3 separate regions of the Sus scrofa genome follow, and all the other regions are linked to region 1. The links are chromatin contacts, called in public HiChIP or PLAC-seq maps. All regions are on one chromosome and are shown on one strand. Each heading gives the region's core, a stretch centred on a gene start, on an enhancer-like site or on the middle of the called end of the contact. The rest is flanking DNA. Distances are from core to core; before and after follow the strand shown. Region 1 overlaps LOC106506050 (a long non-coding RNA gene). Region 2 overlaps SLC9A8 (sodium/hydrogen exchanger 8). Region 3 has its middle 25 kb from the start of SLC9A8.

What was found. HiChIP or PLAC-seq counts read pairs in DNA pulled down with a chosen protein or histone mark.
Region 2: a contact with region 1 is called in an H3K27ac HiChIP or PLAC-seq map of skeletal muscle. The contact joins two enhancer-like sites. A contact is called at or near these places in 9 of 47 Hi-C or Micro-C datasets (embryonic fibroblasts, epiblast stem cells, heart right ventricle and 4 more) and 1 of 2 datasets of contacts at active chromatin or transcription factors (skeletal muscle).
Region 3: a contact with region 1 is called in an H3K27ac HiChIP or PLAC-seq map of skeletal muscle. The contact joins two enhancer-like sites. A contact is called at or near these places in 3 of 47 Hi-C or Micro-C datasets (psoas muscle and skeletal muscle) and 1 of 2 datasets of contacts at active chromatin or transcription factors (skeletal muscle).

Annotation. Positions count from the first base shown.
Region 1 is chr17:51,014,187-51,019,193 of Sscrofa11.1, reverse strand. LOC106506050 (a long non-coding RNA gene) reads left to right here. Exons shown (of 3, transcript XR_002339902.1): 1 at 1-7; 2 at 4,701-4,791. Among named protein-coding and RNA genes, the nearest start is that of ZNFX1, 58 kb to the right of the region's middle. Within about 2 kb of position 2,648, at least 4 of the 83 cell types and tissues checked have an H3K27ac peak or open chromatin away from gene starts, as enhancers often do. A contact at or near this core is called in skeletal muscle, where this site is marked.
Region 2 is chr17:51,459,587-51,464,593 of Sscrofa11.1, reverse strand. SLC9A8 (sodium/hydrogen exchanger 8) reads right to left here. Exons shown (of 17, transcript XR_002340027.1): 11 at 4,805-4,921; 12 at 2,602-2,684. Among named protein-coding and RNA genes, the nearest start is that of IL29, 23 kb to the left of the region's middle. Within about 2 kb of position 3,058, at least 17 of the 83 cell types and tissues checked have an H3K27ac peak or open chromatin away from gene starts, as enhancers often do. A contact at or near this core is called in skeletal muscle, where this site is marked.
Region 3 is chr17:51,373,917-51,378,923 of Sscrofa11.1, reverse strand. No RefSeq gene overlaps it. Among named protein-coding and RNA genes, the nearest start is that of SLC9A8, 25 kb to the left of the region's middle. Within about 2 kb of position 2,258, at least 13 of the 83 cell types and tissues checked have an H3K27ac peak or open chromatin away from gene starts, as enhancers often do. A contact at or near this core is called in skeletal muscle, where this site is marked.

The DNA.
Region 1 (5,007 bases), core at 1,399-3,898:
ACCCAAGGTAAATGTCCCCTTTCGTGGTACCTGTAACCTGGTATTTCCCACCACAGCCTCTGCCTTCCTGTTCAGTGAAGAGCACAGGCTTTGGAGTCCAGTTCGAATCCCAGCTCCAGGATTTCCTAAAAATGAGATCTTGTACAGGTCACTTGTTTCCTCTTCTGTCCGTGGGAGAAAGATCATCTACCTTCCTTCAGGAGATTAAAACAGGCACCTCTTACTTAGGGGCAGATTTTTCATGGCAGCTGATTTTTTTCAGCAGTAGCTACGAGGCGGAGTTCCTGTTGTGGTGCAGTGGAAATGAATCCGGCTAGGAACCATGAGGTTTCGGGTTCGATCCCTGGCTTCTCTCAGTGGGTTAAGGATCCCCTGTTGCCGTGAGCTGTGGTGTAGTTTGCAGACCTACTCAGATCTGGCGTTATTTGTGGCTGTGGTAGCTCTCCAATTCAACCCCTAGCCTGAGAACCTCCATATGCTGCGGGTGCAGCCCTTAAAAAAAAAAACACCCAGCTAGGAGGGACTCCAAAAATATACACCTGAGGGCCTGGGCACTCTTAGAGGCTGCCTGGGAAAATGGCAGCTAAACACATAAGATGATTTCTACGTAAAACAGCCTCCTTCGGCCAAAACAAGGGTGGAGCAGAGGCAAAGAAAGCCTGCTTCTAGGGAACCTGGCCTGGATGTGGGTCAGGCAGCCCCCCGCTGGCCTCCTGACCGGTCAGCACCTCTTTTCCCTCCCCTGCCCCAGCTCCTTGCTCCAGACGGACACACACAGGTGCTGCTGAAATGCCTGCCCAGTGACTCATTCACACTCCCAGAGACAGGGAACAGACAGTGATTCCCAGGAGTGCCCAGAGTCCTGATTTAGGAAGGAGGATTGAGTAGCAGGAACATGTGGGCCAGTCCCTGGGCCAGCCCCAAGGACAGTGGAAAGGTACACCCCTCCCCCAGCTCCATCCTGGGGAGCGCCTAGATCCAAAGGCAGGGACAGCTGAGCCAGTGCACTAGATGGAGGAGCAGGAGTGAGCCAGGACTCCCCCCACCGTTCTTGATTCACTGCAGCCCTGCTTCCCCAAGTGAGGGACTCATAAATGAGATGATTTCACACGAACCCAGGCCGGGACATTAAATAACTGGCTACAGAATGGATGAACCTTGAAAATATTACACTGAGTGAAAGAAGCCAGATACGAAATACCATTTGTATGATTCCATTTATACGAAATGCTCAGAATAGGCAAATCCATAGAAACAGAAAGTAGACCAGTGGCTACTTGGGGCTGGAGGGGTCTGATGAATGGGGAGTGATTGCTACTGGGTATGAGATTTCTTCTGGGGGGGGGGGACACAAGGTGTCCTAAAATTAGATCAAGTTATAGGATGGTGTGAACTTGCTACAAAGTTACACTTTGCGTGAATGGTATGGTATGTGAATTCTATCTCAATAAAGTGTTAATATGTGTATTAATAACAGCTGACTCCCAAGGGGAGAAAATCTGCTCCTTGTCAAGTCCCTCATAATCCTTCTGGTTTGTGGAGGACTTTGTCTCCTATAGATACTCTTGCCTCTTCACTCCCTCTCCAGCACGAGCTACTTTCTTGTTTGAAAAAGAAGCAGACTTGGAGTTCCCGTCGTGGCTCGGTGGTTAACGAACCCGACTAAGAACCATGAGGTTGCGGGTTTGATCCCTGGCCTTGCTCAGTGGGTTAAGGATCCAGCATTGCTATGAGCTGTGCTGTAGGTTGCAGATGCGGCTCGGATCCCGTGTTGCTGTGGCTCTGGCGTAGGCCAGCGGCTACATCTCCGATTGGACCCCTAGCCTGGGAACCTCCATATGCCGCGAGTGCGGCCCTAGAAAAGGCAAAAAGACAAAAAAAAAAAAAAAAAAGAAAGAAAAGAAAAAAGAGAAAAAAAGAAAAAGAAGCGGACTTCATGCTCAGCTCCTTAGGTAACACCACTTCACCAGACCTGTTTGCTTTCCATTGTGTTTGTTTTCCTGATTGTCTTCTAATTGCGGGGGCTGATCATTCACCTGTTCATTTAATTTATTCAACAAATATTTGTTGAGCATTATGCTGTGCCAGGCACTAGTCTAGGCATAGCAGACACAGCAGAGGAAACGACCAAAACGCCTTGCCCTTGTGCAGCTGGTGTCCTGCTAATGCAGACAATCTTAGCAGCAGGTGGTGCTCATGGGTTTTCAATCTCCTGCTTGGCCACTCATTAGCTGTGTGCCCTGGGACAAGTGACTTCACCTCTCTGTGCCTCAGCTTCCTCACGTGTCAAGTGGGGATAATCATTGCACCTAACTCAGGATTCAGGGAGTCAACGTGTGTAAAGGACCAGAACAGTGCCTGGCATATTGTAGGTGCTTCATGTTCACTACTATTATTTATTTTCATTTCTAGTTGTGATTTAAAAATCTTTCTCTTTATACGCATATATTTAAGTATAGGCTGCCTTTTAAAATAAATTTGAATAAAAAAAGGGAAGGGTGGAGAGCCCAAAAAATGGTACAGGTAAGGAAAAGAGGGCAAAAAAGCGAGGCGAGTGTATTTATGAGATGAAATTTGATAAGTCCTGAACTAGAGGAGATGGGGGGAGGGCAGTGACTCAGCTGGCACCCAGTGGAAACATAAAACTGTTTTCAGTGTCAGCATAAGGACAAGGCTTGTTCCTCAGTCTACAACTTGCAGATTTCTCCCCCACTCCCTCCCTCATCCTGCGGGATCCCAGGCCCTGGGGGTTGGCATGCCCCCCCAATACTTTAGACAGAGGGGTCCTGGAGCATAGGGGACCTCCGCTGCTAGATGAAGACAAGGCGGTGGACCTCAGGGCAGGAACAGTGCCGGAGCTGCCCAAGCCTCTCCCAGGTCCCTCGGCACCGGGGGTGGCCGGCCGCTTGCCACAGCAACAGCTGGTGCCTGCAAGACACGGGGCTGGTTCAGTGGCAGCGTGACTCTCCTGGGCGCCAGGGATATTTGCTTTCCAGGGCCTCTTTTCCATGCAAAAATATTTTACATCGGAGTTTACAGCTGTATTGTGTAAAGATAAATATAATCTGGACTGGAGTTCCCATCGTGGCAGAGCCAAACTGTGCTAAGAACCAACTAGGAACCATGAGGTTGCAAGCTTGATCCCAGGCCTCAATCATTGGGTTAAGGATCCAGCATTGCTGTGACCTATGGTGTAGGTCGCAGATGCAGCTCAGATCTGGCGTGGCTGTGGCTGTAGTATAGGCCGGCAGCTGTAGCTCCGATTGGACCCCTGGCCTGGGAACTGCCATATGCCATGAGTGGGGTCCCAAAAAAGCAAAAAAAAAATTATATATGTGTGTGTGTGTATATATGTACATATATATAAAAAATCTGGATTGGATTCAGTATCAGATCTTCATCATCATTATATCTTATTACTTCTGATTTTAAGGGGCTAAAGTAAAGCACTTTTGAGGACCCTAAAAGTGTGTGGGCACTGGGCCCCGTGTCTGCTGTGCCTGATGGGAAGTTGGCCCTGGGTTGCCCAGAACCGCTGATCCTAGGGGCCACACAGGGCAACCCAGACTCAGCTCGTAGGGCCTGGCAAAGTGGCACTTTTGCGTCCTTCCTGGGCACACCAGGGAAGCTGCTTAACCCCCTGGACCCCTTCTCCCTCCTGTTGGGAGGCAAGACAGTGGAGTGATTAAGAACACAGATTCTGGGAGTTCCCTCCCTGGCTCCCTAGTTAAACCCAATTAGGATCCATGAGGATGTGGGTTTGATCCCTGACCTCGCTCAGTGGGTTAAGGATCCAGCATTGCCATGAGCTGTGGGGTAGGTTGCAGACACAGCTGGGATCTGGCGTAGGCCAGCAGCTGTAGCTCTGATCCGACTCCTAGCCTGGGAACTTCCACATGCCGCCGATGTGGCCCTAAAAAGACAAAAAAGACACACACAGGAGTTCCCGTCGTGGCGCAGTGGTTAACGAATCCGACTAGGAACCATGAGGTTGCGGGTTCGGTCCCTGCCCTTGCTCAGTGGGTTAATGATCCGGCGTTGCCGTGAGCTGTGCTGTAGGTTGCAGATGCGGCTCGGATCCCGCGTTGCTGTGGCTCTGACGTAGGCCAGTGGCTACAGCTCCGATTCGACCCCTAGCCTGGGAACCTCCATATGCCGCGGGAGCGGCCCAAGAAATAGCAACAACAATGACAACAATAACAACAAAAAAAGACAAAAAGACAAAAAAAAAAGACACACACACAAGAAGATCTGCTATTGTCACTGCTGTGGCTCAGATTTGATGCCTGGCCTGGGAGCTTCCACATGCCTCAGGTGCTGTGCATCTCCCCCCCAACCAAAAAAAAGAGGAGTTCCTGCTGTGGCCTAATGGGATCTGAGGTGTCTCTGCAGCATCAGGGCATGGGTTTGATCCCCCACCACCACCCGAGGCACAGTGGGTTAAAGGATCCATCATTGCCACCCCTGCAGTGTATGTCACAGCTGCAACTTGGATCTGATCCCTGAACTCTGTATGCTGCGGGGCAGCCAAAAAAGAACACGGGTTCTGGAACTGGGGGGATTCATGCCCCAACTCCTGGGAGCCTCAGGTCCTTTAACGACAAAAGGAACCATACTCTGCGCCCCTCTGGCGTGCTGGGAGGGTTCAGTGAGATGCAGCGCATAAAGATGATCATGACAATAATGGCTAATCCTTTCAGCAACCAGAATGAACGATCCACGGCTACGGGGCAGCCACGTCGATGAAACGTGTGAACCTCGTGTCGAGCAAAAGAAGCCGAGTTCCAAAAGGTACGTGCTGCATGATCTCATTGACGTGATGATTGATGGGGAGGGGCAGACAAAATTGAACTGCAGGACCTACACGCAGGTGAGGAAGGCTATAAAGAAAACTGTACAGTGGATTTACCATGAAAGTCGGGACGGTGGTTTCCTCTATGGGGAGGGGGAACCTGGGGGGCTCGCGGGGTTCTGTTCCTTGCCTGGGTGGTGACGGCTGAGGTGGGT
Region 2 (5,007 bases), core at 1,809-4,308, 440 kb before region 1:
AAGAGGACTAGCAAGGCCTCAGTGACGGCTTTAGCATCGTCAAGAGGCCGCGTGTAAGCACCCAGAGATTAATTTACGGCAGTGTGGCTTTCCCGAAAGGGCTCCGCCGTGGGACAGGCCTGCGCTACTCATCCCCGATGCGCCAGCCCTGAGGGCCAGGCAAGGTGTTCCTGCCTCTCCGGTGAGGGCCCCACTCCTCAGGGAGAGGAGGGAAGACTGAGAAAGGCCTCCCTGCGCCCGTAAGTGCGGCTCTCCGAGCCAAAGGCCGCGCAGGCAGGCTCCACGAGGAGGTCACCCCCCTGCCAAGCCGGCTGCTGGCCCTGGCTCTTGGCTCCTAACCAGCTCCATCTTTTTTTTTTTTTTTTTTTTTCTGCCTTTTTGTCTTTTAGGGCCCCAGGCCTGTTCAGGTTAGCTGTGGTGAGGACCAGGATGAAGACAACGGAAGTAAATTAATAAACAGTTCTAAGAATCCACTCAGATGAGATGTAAACTTTACGTAAAGCTATGTTTTGTTAGAAGCGACATGTCGGAGTTCCTGTCGTGGTGCAGCAGAAGCAAATCCGACTAGTCTCCATGAGGGTGCGGATTCGATCCCCGGCCTCACTCAGTGGGTTAAGGATCTGGCGTTGCTGTGAGCTGTGGTGCAGGTCGCAGGCGCGGCTTGGATCCCACGTTGCTCTGGCTCTGGCGTAGGCCAGCAGCAAAAGCTCCGATTCGACCCCTAGCCTGGGAACCTCCATATGCTGCGGCAGTGGCCCAAGAAATGGCAAAAAAAAAAAAAAAAGTAATTGGTCCAATGTGACCTAGGCAGGAAGTGGTGGAGCCAAATCCCAAACCTGGTTCAGTCCCTGAAGCTCGTGGCCTTGACTACTGAGTCTAAGGAAACCCCATTGGAACAGCAGAGGCCACCTCCAGGAGAGGGAGGGCCAGCCTGACAGGTGCTCAGGGGAAGCAGTTACTACCCCAGGCATCCGCCTTTTTTTTCCTTCCTCCCAGCCCATGGCCGAGATAGTCACCTCCCTGTTTCACCCACTGAAATCCAACCCTCTGTTCCTACGCTTGTGTTTCAAGTTTGACCAAATGTGGCCCCTTTCACCCAGTGAGCACACTAAAGGCTACTATACTTGCTGCAAAAGACTTTTGCTGCTGTTCTTTTGTCCTGAAACCTGAGTGTGGAGAACAGATAACAGTGACAAGAGCAATGAGCTCGTGCCAACTAAGGCAGAAGCACCCAGACTGCAAGGGGAAACATCTTTTTCCTTAGGGTTCCTTATCTTCTCTGCCTCAGGTTCCCGATATACCAAGTAGGTTTGGCACATGGTAGGTGACAGTGATTCGAAAAATCTGCCTCTCAAGAGCTGCATTTTGTTAGGCAGAGTTGGCAGTAATAGAAGTTAACTGAAGATGAATTATGACAGCTCAACAACAAGGTGTTGTTCAGGCATTAACAAGTGCCTGAAGTTAATGGAGAGGCTAAAAAACAGCAAAGAGATCAAACCAGGGATGGGAACAGATGGTGGAAACCATTCCCATCACTGACCAGCTGCCTGCGGGAGTTGGGCCTTTCTTTTATTTATTTATTTATTTATTTATTTATTTATCTATTTCTTTGGGCCGCTTCTGCGGCATATGGAGGTTCCCAGGCTAGGGGTCTAATCGGAGCTACAGCCGCTGGCCTACGCCAGAGCCACAGCAACTCGGGACCCGAGCCTCGGCTGCAACCTACACCACAGCTCACGGCAACGCCGGGTCCTTAACCCACTGAGCAAGGGCAGGGACCAAACCCGCAACCTCATGGCTCCTAGTCGGATTCGTTAACCACTGCGCCACGATGGGAACTCCTGGGCCTTTCTTTTAAATCCTAAACATTTTCTTCCCTCCCACCCTATTCCCCAACCCATTTGCAAGATCTGATTTTACTGTAAACGATTACACTTCTATTATCCTTTTTTAAAGGTATATTTTAATTTGTCTCCTTATGCCCCCCCCCCACAGTTATAACACTGTCCCCCAAACCGTCTTGATGGTAAGAAGCACCTGGGATGATTCCTCTGGATAAACCTCCAGGAGGAAATGGCCTCATAATCTTTATCTGGAACAAGTGTCCAAAGTCATGCTTATAAATGGATACATTTGAAGAAAAGTATAGTAAGACTCAGGTATAGTCATTATAATTATCCAGCAAAAGAGGAAAAGAAAAAGAAATCATCCCCAGTTCTACAACCACCATAAACAGCCTGATTTTCCTACATATTTTCTTTTTTCTGTGTGTGCTGTTTTTATCAATTAGACATTCAATTCTGAAATCTGCTTTTACCACCTCACATAAAAGCTGGTAATTTTAAAAGAAGACTATAATAATTAAAGGCCATTTAAAATTTAAAACCAAGCAAAAATCCTTTTCTGGGGGTATTTATTTACTTAATTCCATCCCTTTCTATTTATTGTATGTTCATGATTTTTTTTAACAAAAGAAACTGTAAACAGTTGCCTATGTAGCTGTTGACTTCAAGCAGTTAACAGTTACATAAATGAATCTAGAATGTGTGGTTACGGATCTACAAATAAGTAATTAAAATGAAAAACAAGGAAAATACTTACTATGCACCAGATGACAAAGGAAATTTCAAACTTGTGAGGGAAACTAAAAATGGACAGGCCAAGAAATGCAAACACACATGTTTCTGAAACAAACCAAAGAATGGATTATTCAGCCTCAACTATTTTCTTCCAGTATAGTATGGAATTGTAATGCAATCAAACATTCAGAAGTAAATCAGCACCCAGTATAACACTGCTTATTTTCTGGAAAATCCTGCAAACAGTACCTTGGTCAAACTTAAACTCTGATTCTCATTCTTCTCTATCACACAAGCAACATGTGCTCGCTATTCAGAGTCTCCTAACGTAATGAGCCAGCTGTCAAATACCCACGGAAATAAATACTCCCCCATCCGGGGATGATTATAAATATATGAATCTGCCCATTTGCTGAACACTGTGATTAGCAAGGATTCGACTGCGGCAAAGTGGCAAAAATTCAGAGCAAATGACTGCAGACACCACGTGACCAGTGTGAAAGGCTCTTTGTTAACTTCTTGCCAGAGCAGGCAGGCAGGCCGGGCCAAATGATTGACCTCACATATTTAATGCTGCCACAAAGTTTAGAAGACACCCGGCAAGATACGCAGGAAGAGCTACATTTCCAACTCTTGGCTGCACTCCAGGAGTCAAAAAGATCTGACATTTACTTTTGCTGTACCAGCAGTCACTTGGGTATCCCAGGAAAAAACGCCATGTATGTTTCTAGCACAGGCTCCCTGCTTAGACTGGGAATGCTCCGGAGAGAGAAGCTCTGTTTTCAAAAGGTGAACATCATAAAACAACATGGTCACTTTTAAACACTTCAGCAAGGTTTTTTTCTTCAAATGTGTATCCTTTTAGAACAAGTCCACAAACTAGATCGTATATTCACCCTTCTCCTTGAATATTTTTCTCATCGAACATTTTTTGTCATCTTTCTAAAGCAGCTCATTTAGAAAACATTCAGATCTACTTTATACTCTTCCCTGGCAGCGTAAATACCATTACGGCACGGTTAATTTAATGAACCCTTGATGAATAGTTAGATTGTTTCTATTTCTAATATTACAACACCCCTGTGCACAGGCTAAATTCCTGATGGTAGAATCACTACGTCAACGAGCATGTGCCTTCTAAGTTCACCCGGATGCTGCAAATGACTCTCCAAAAAAGAGGGCATCAATGTACATGCCAGTCCACAGGGCCTGTTTTCCACATACTTTGGCCTGAAGTAGGCCATCATCAAACTTAGAAACTGATGGGTACAAAAGAGAATTGGATGGATGTTTTATGTCATACTTCGTTATGGTAAGAGAGTCAGGGTCTTTAGCCATGGCTTTCTGGGAGGGGTGCTGTGGAAACAGTACCTACTAGACCAGGAAGAGATTGACCAGCTTCCAGACTCACTTCTTAGCCACGAGACTGTGTGCAAATCATCTGACCTTTTGGCACCTGAGCCTCCTAAGTCTCTGCACAGCCTGGCCCTGACTCCTAGCACGTGACAGTGTAGAACTTGTGCTTCAACATAAGCTGGCCCATGGAAACGCCAGGGAGGTGCTGATGAGGGCAGAGCCACTTAGGGGCCATTGGGACAGCAGTTCCTCCACTCCCAGGTATAAACGAGGAGGAGGTACATGGGTCCATCAGAGTGTGCTGCTTAAATGAAACAGTCATCACAGTGTCAGCCCAGCCCAACAATGACACCTCTCATGCAGGATCTGCCCGAGACACGTCCTTTAAGATGCTCTTATGAAAAGGGTGCTGTGGGCAGGTTTGGGAAATGCTGTAACCCCGTCCTCCTCTTAGAAATTCACAACACATGTTAGCTGCAGAGTCTTACAGTTCAACTTTACCCCAGGATTCCCCAAATCCTTTTCTGACTATGGAGTCTTTTTTTTTACCTAACTCTCATCAATCTAGTTCCACGGAATGCATTTTTGGAAATGCCACTTTAATATATTGCAAATACATGACTCTCATATATTCATAACCAGCAGTTCTTACTATTTTTGGTATTAAATTATAGGCATCATAAGTTCCATTTACTAGGTATTAGCTTTACTTTATGGACTGTGAAAGTCAGAGTAACAAATGAAAGATAAGGGGGTGCGGTATTTGGCCCTGAGGAATTCTGCTGCCTCTTCTTCTGCCGGGGAAAGTCTCAACGGGCTCCTAGAACAGGGTGGGAAGAACAGTCAGCTCTGGGGAGGGCAGGACTCACCACACAGGAAGGCCACCGTCCGGAGGGTTTGCTGCATGAGGATCTGGGTGACCGGGGACAGGTTATGGTGTGTGTAGTGAGACATCACAATGCCTGAGAACAGGATGGCCATGATGCCTAGAGAGGGACAAAGGGGCAGAGTGCACAGACGTGAACAGAGCAGAAAAGCACTGGCCCTGCGACAGTACCCGAGGCCCCCAAGA
Region 3 (5,007 bases), core at 1,009-3,508, 360 kb before region 1:
AGAGGGATGAGGTGTTGATTGGCTGCTGTAGGGCATTTGGTCTCAGGAGCCAAGGACAGAATTAGTTCCATGTGCCTTATGTAGACAGGGAGTAAAGAAGGAGCTTGGGGAAATCGGGATGCTATTACAAGGGGATGGGGAATTGGGTCCTGAGTAGGTAAAGCCAAGAGGACATTTGTAACTCCCCCCTGTAGATGAGAAAGAGCACACCAGATGAGGTAAGGGACTTGCCCAACCTTATTCAGTTAAGACAGCAGCAGACTAACTTCCTATCTTATCCCAGCATCTTTCCTCCAGAGGCTGGTGGCCTCTCTCTCTCAATAAACAGGGTTGGTTTATCCAATGCACACTCATTAGAGTTCTCCTGCTCTAGCTTCTTTCCTCGCTCCATCACCTGTGTGACTCTAATACATGTCCTCCTGCGTTTGTTAAATACATGTCTGAACCCCCATTTCCCAGGCAGAGAAACTGAGAGTTTAAAATTTTAGGGGTTGGGAAGCTCTTTCTGTAAAGGGTGAAATAGTAAATATTTTAGACTTTGCAGGCCACCTAAGGTCTCTGTTGCCTGTTCCTCTCGTTGTCCTCCTCCTTGCTTCAGCCCTTTAAAAATGTTAAAACCGTTTTCAGCTGCAAGGGCCATCAGGCCACAGTGTGCCAATCCTGGTAGAATGGAAGAACAGAAGATTTGCTGTCCCAGGGGGTGGACTCTGGTGCTGATCTAGAGCAGATCCCTTTGTCCCTGAGCCTCAGTCCCTCAACCATAAAGGAGAGACCCGCCCCCCCCCCCCCCGTCTTGAGGCTGATTGGAGAAATAAAGATTATGAATAATAAAGTGCTGTATATGAGAGTACAAACTAGAGACCCAAAGTAACCTTGGCTTACTAAGGGAAAAATTGTTTTTGTAATTGAAATAAAATATACATAAAAAGGACCCAGAAGTGGGTCCAGGGGGTATATAGGAGGGGAGCTTCCCATTGGCTGTAACTTAGTCACATTTTTCCACCTCGCTTCAAAGAAGCCTGGGATATGTGGTAAAGCTGTGGGAAGCTGTGGGTCCAGCTAAAAATCAGGCATTCTCTCACTAGGAAAGAGGAGGCAGGAACAGATATTAGAGGGATTATTCATAATCTTTGCCCAAAGCATCTGCTTCAGAGAGGTTCTACAAAAGATAACTGCTATTGTTGTCTCTTCTTTGAAAAAACCAGTAGGTATATTTGAAAGATGCACGTAAATACTGGATGTGGATATCACCCTGCATTGAACTTTGGAATCAGTGCAATAGGGCTTAAGTCTCTATTTTCATGCCTTTCTAGGCTGTGTGACCCTGAATAAGTTACTTAACCTCTCTGAATCCTGCTTTCATCATCTGTCAAGCAGGGATAAAGACATATGACTCATGCAGGGGCTGGGAAAATCAATGAACATAAAGCTCAAGCACAATGTCCAGCCCAAAGGGGGTTCTCAATAAATGGTCATTTTATTGATAAGACATGTGTATGATAGATAAGAACATGAGCTCATAGATCAGACAGACCTGGGTTCAAACGCAGACTCTTAATTCCTAGGTGGGCAAACTATTTAACCTCTCTGTGCCTCATTCACCTCATCTGTGAAATGGGAGCAATAACAATTCCAGCCTCCTGGATGGGCTTCAGGCTCCAAGGAATTGCTGACATATTGAAACCAGCAGCAAGGTGAGTTATTACTAGGTTCACTTTCCTATTTAGAGTTTGTGGAAGAAGAGGCAAGTTTCAAAAGCCTGTTCCTGCAAACATAATCTGCAAAGAAGTCATAACGTGAAATAATTAATGCTGTATTATGCCAGCAATAAAGTTCGACAACAGGCAAAAATAATCATTAGGGTTGGAAATCAGGGTGATAGTTACCATGCTGGTGGCAACAGAGACTGGAGGGGGCTTCTAGGGGCCTGGAAGTGTTCCTTGATCTGGGGGCTGGTTATCCTAGTGTGGTGCCTTTGTGAAATTTTATTGAGTTGTCACTTGTGTGTGTGCTTTTCTATATGTATGTTACACTTCAATGAAAAGTTTCCTCCGAAAAATATTTGTGGTCTTTTAGAAGACAGCAGCGGCTGCGGGGGGCAAGAGGCACAGGTGGAGGCATCCTTCCTGGCCAGTCACCACAGTTTCTGTTTCGGCTCGAGTTACTGGCATCAGCTTCCCCTCTAAATGCTCAACTTGGCCTCTACCCCTGGAGCCTCTGGCCACAAAGTTCCCCTTCCCCTGTGATGTGGCCTGATTACCACATCCGGGTCAGTCTGGTGCCAGCCAGCCTGACTGCCCATGTTATCAGCTCTTGGACTGTGGGAGAGACTTGTTTGGACAGGGAAATGTCAATAAGTTACCAGGAATGGTGGCCTTATTGCATTGATCATACAAGTGGCATTGGAGGTGCTCGTTCTTTATTTCATTAATCCAAACACTTGGGGGGGGGCACCCACTATGTATGTAGTTCTAGACAAGGTTTGTGGTTGGTACAAAGATGTTTCATTCTTGCATGCAATAAATATTTATTGAGCACCTACCAGGTACTGTGCTAGGTACTAGGGATGCCCCTGTGTGGAAAACAGACATGATCCCTGCCTTCCTGGAGCTGACTTAATAGTGGCAGGAGATAGACAACCAATAAATTAATATACAGCATGTTAGATGGTGATGAACGAAAAATTACGCAGAGATGCTGAGCCATGGCTAATGACTGGATGTGAGGGGTGAGAGATAGAAAGGAATCCAAGATGGTGCTCAGGATTTTGGCTCGAGCAAATAGAAGGCTGAAGGAGACATTAACTAAGATGGTAAGAAGACAGAGCACCTTGGGTGGGGAGAAAGTTCGGAGCTGGATTTTGGGCATGTTCATTTTGAGATGGCTGTTAGATCTCTAAGTGGAGATGGGGAAGAGGCAGATGAAGATCTGATCCTGAAGTTCAGGACAGAGGTCTTGGGCCAAAGACATCCATTCAAGGATGTTAGTGCTTAGACGGTATCTCAAGGCAGGAGACTAGATGGGACAAGGTTTCTGAGGACTGAGCTGTGGGGCACATGCAACACAATCAAGGTCAGAGAGACAGGAGAAAACCAGCATAGGAGGCTGAGCAGGAGCAACCATCATTAAAATAAAAATGACTCCTCATTATTAAAATAATAGCCACTTGGAATTCCCGTCGTGGCACAGTGGTTAAGGAATCCGACTAGGAGCCGTGAGGTTGTGGGTTCAACCCCTGGCTTTGCTCAGTGGGTTAAGGATCTGGCGTTGCCATGAGCTGTGGTGTAGGTCACAGACGCGGCTCAGATCCTGCATTGCTGGGGCTGTGGCGTAGGCCGGTGGCTACAGCTCTGATTAGACCCCTAGCCTGGGAACTTCCATGTGCCGCGGGAAGCGGCCCTAGAAAAGACAAAAATAAATAAATAAAATAAAATAATAGCCACCCTTGGAAAAGATTGTGTCAAGGTGGAATGCAATCCAACACACATTTTTACAAAAACAAACAAACAAAACCCCCCAAAATCCCAGGTGCAGCTCTGCATCTACTTATGTTAGTAAAAATATATGTTTTAAAATCATCATAAATTGATTCAGGCAAAAATCATTAACGAATGCTAATCTGAAGAAATTTATGAGGAACAAACGATTCCATTGTCTTCACATGGCCCCTAGTAGATTACTTATAAGTTTCGAGGAGAACTGGTATACCTTCACCAGGAAATCAAAATCTCCATCACCAAGGAGAGGCGGATGACATCACGGCTGTCCAAACGTGATGCCCTGAGAAAGATGCAACATCACTTAAGTCATGTTTCAGCCAGGGATGCATAGCATGAAACAAACTGGGGCAGACTGTATTTTCCAGGTCACACCATTTATATCCCATCCCAAATGCTTTTCTAATGAGATGACATTGATATGTCTCTTCTGGAGGTAGGCTCCCTGTTCTTTGTCCTTGAACCTGGGCAGAACATTGTACCTTCTTCAACTAATAGAATGCAGTGAATGTGCCGTGCATGACCTTCAAGGCTGGATCATAAAAGGCAGCAGGACTTCTTCCGTTTATACTTAGCCTTCCCTTCATCACTAAGGAAGCTCAGTGCACATGGAGAGGCCTGTTGTCAGTGTTCTGACTAATGGCCCCAGCTAAACTCCAGCCAGCAGGCAGTGTCAACTGCCAGATATATGAGTGAATGAGCCTTCAGATATTTCAGCTCCTGGCCTTTCAGTTTCCAGCAGAGGGCCCAGATATAAGCAGGCAGATCTCAAATGGGGAACCTTCTATGCAATAACTAATCTGTTTTCTTCAAAAACATTAATGTCATAAAAGACAGGGAAAAGCTAAGGAATCATTCCAAATTAAAGCAAAGAGACAACGACTAAATGCTAAAAACATGGTCTTGAACTGGATCCCGTACTTGAAAGAAAAAAAAAGGTTGTAAAGCATGTTATTGTAACAGTTGACAAAATCAGAATGTGGATGGCAGATTAAAGTATTATATCAAGGTAAATTTCCTGAATTCGGTAACCAAGCTAAGTTACATTAAAAAATATCCTGTTCTTAGGAAAATATACTGAAATATTAAGGGGTAAATGGGGGATGATGTATATAATCTATTCTCAGATGTTTCTGAAAAATAAATATTAGTAGGAGTTCCCATTGTGACTCAGTGGTAATGAAACTGACTAGTATCCACAGGGATGCGGATTTGATCTCTGGCCTTGCTCAGTGGGTTAAGGATCCGGCATTGCCGTGAGTTGTGGTGTAGGTCACAGACAAGACTCAGATTCTGCATTGCTGTGGCTATGGTGTAGGCCAGCAGCTGCAGTTCCAATTCGACCCCTGGCCTGGGAACTTCCATATGCTGCATGTGCAGCCCTAAAAAAATATATACATATATATGTGTGTGTGTGTGTATGTATATATATATATATGTATTTATATATAATATTAGCAATGGATAAATACATACATATGAAGAAAGAGAAGATTTTTAAAAGTTGCAA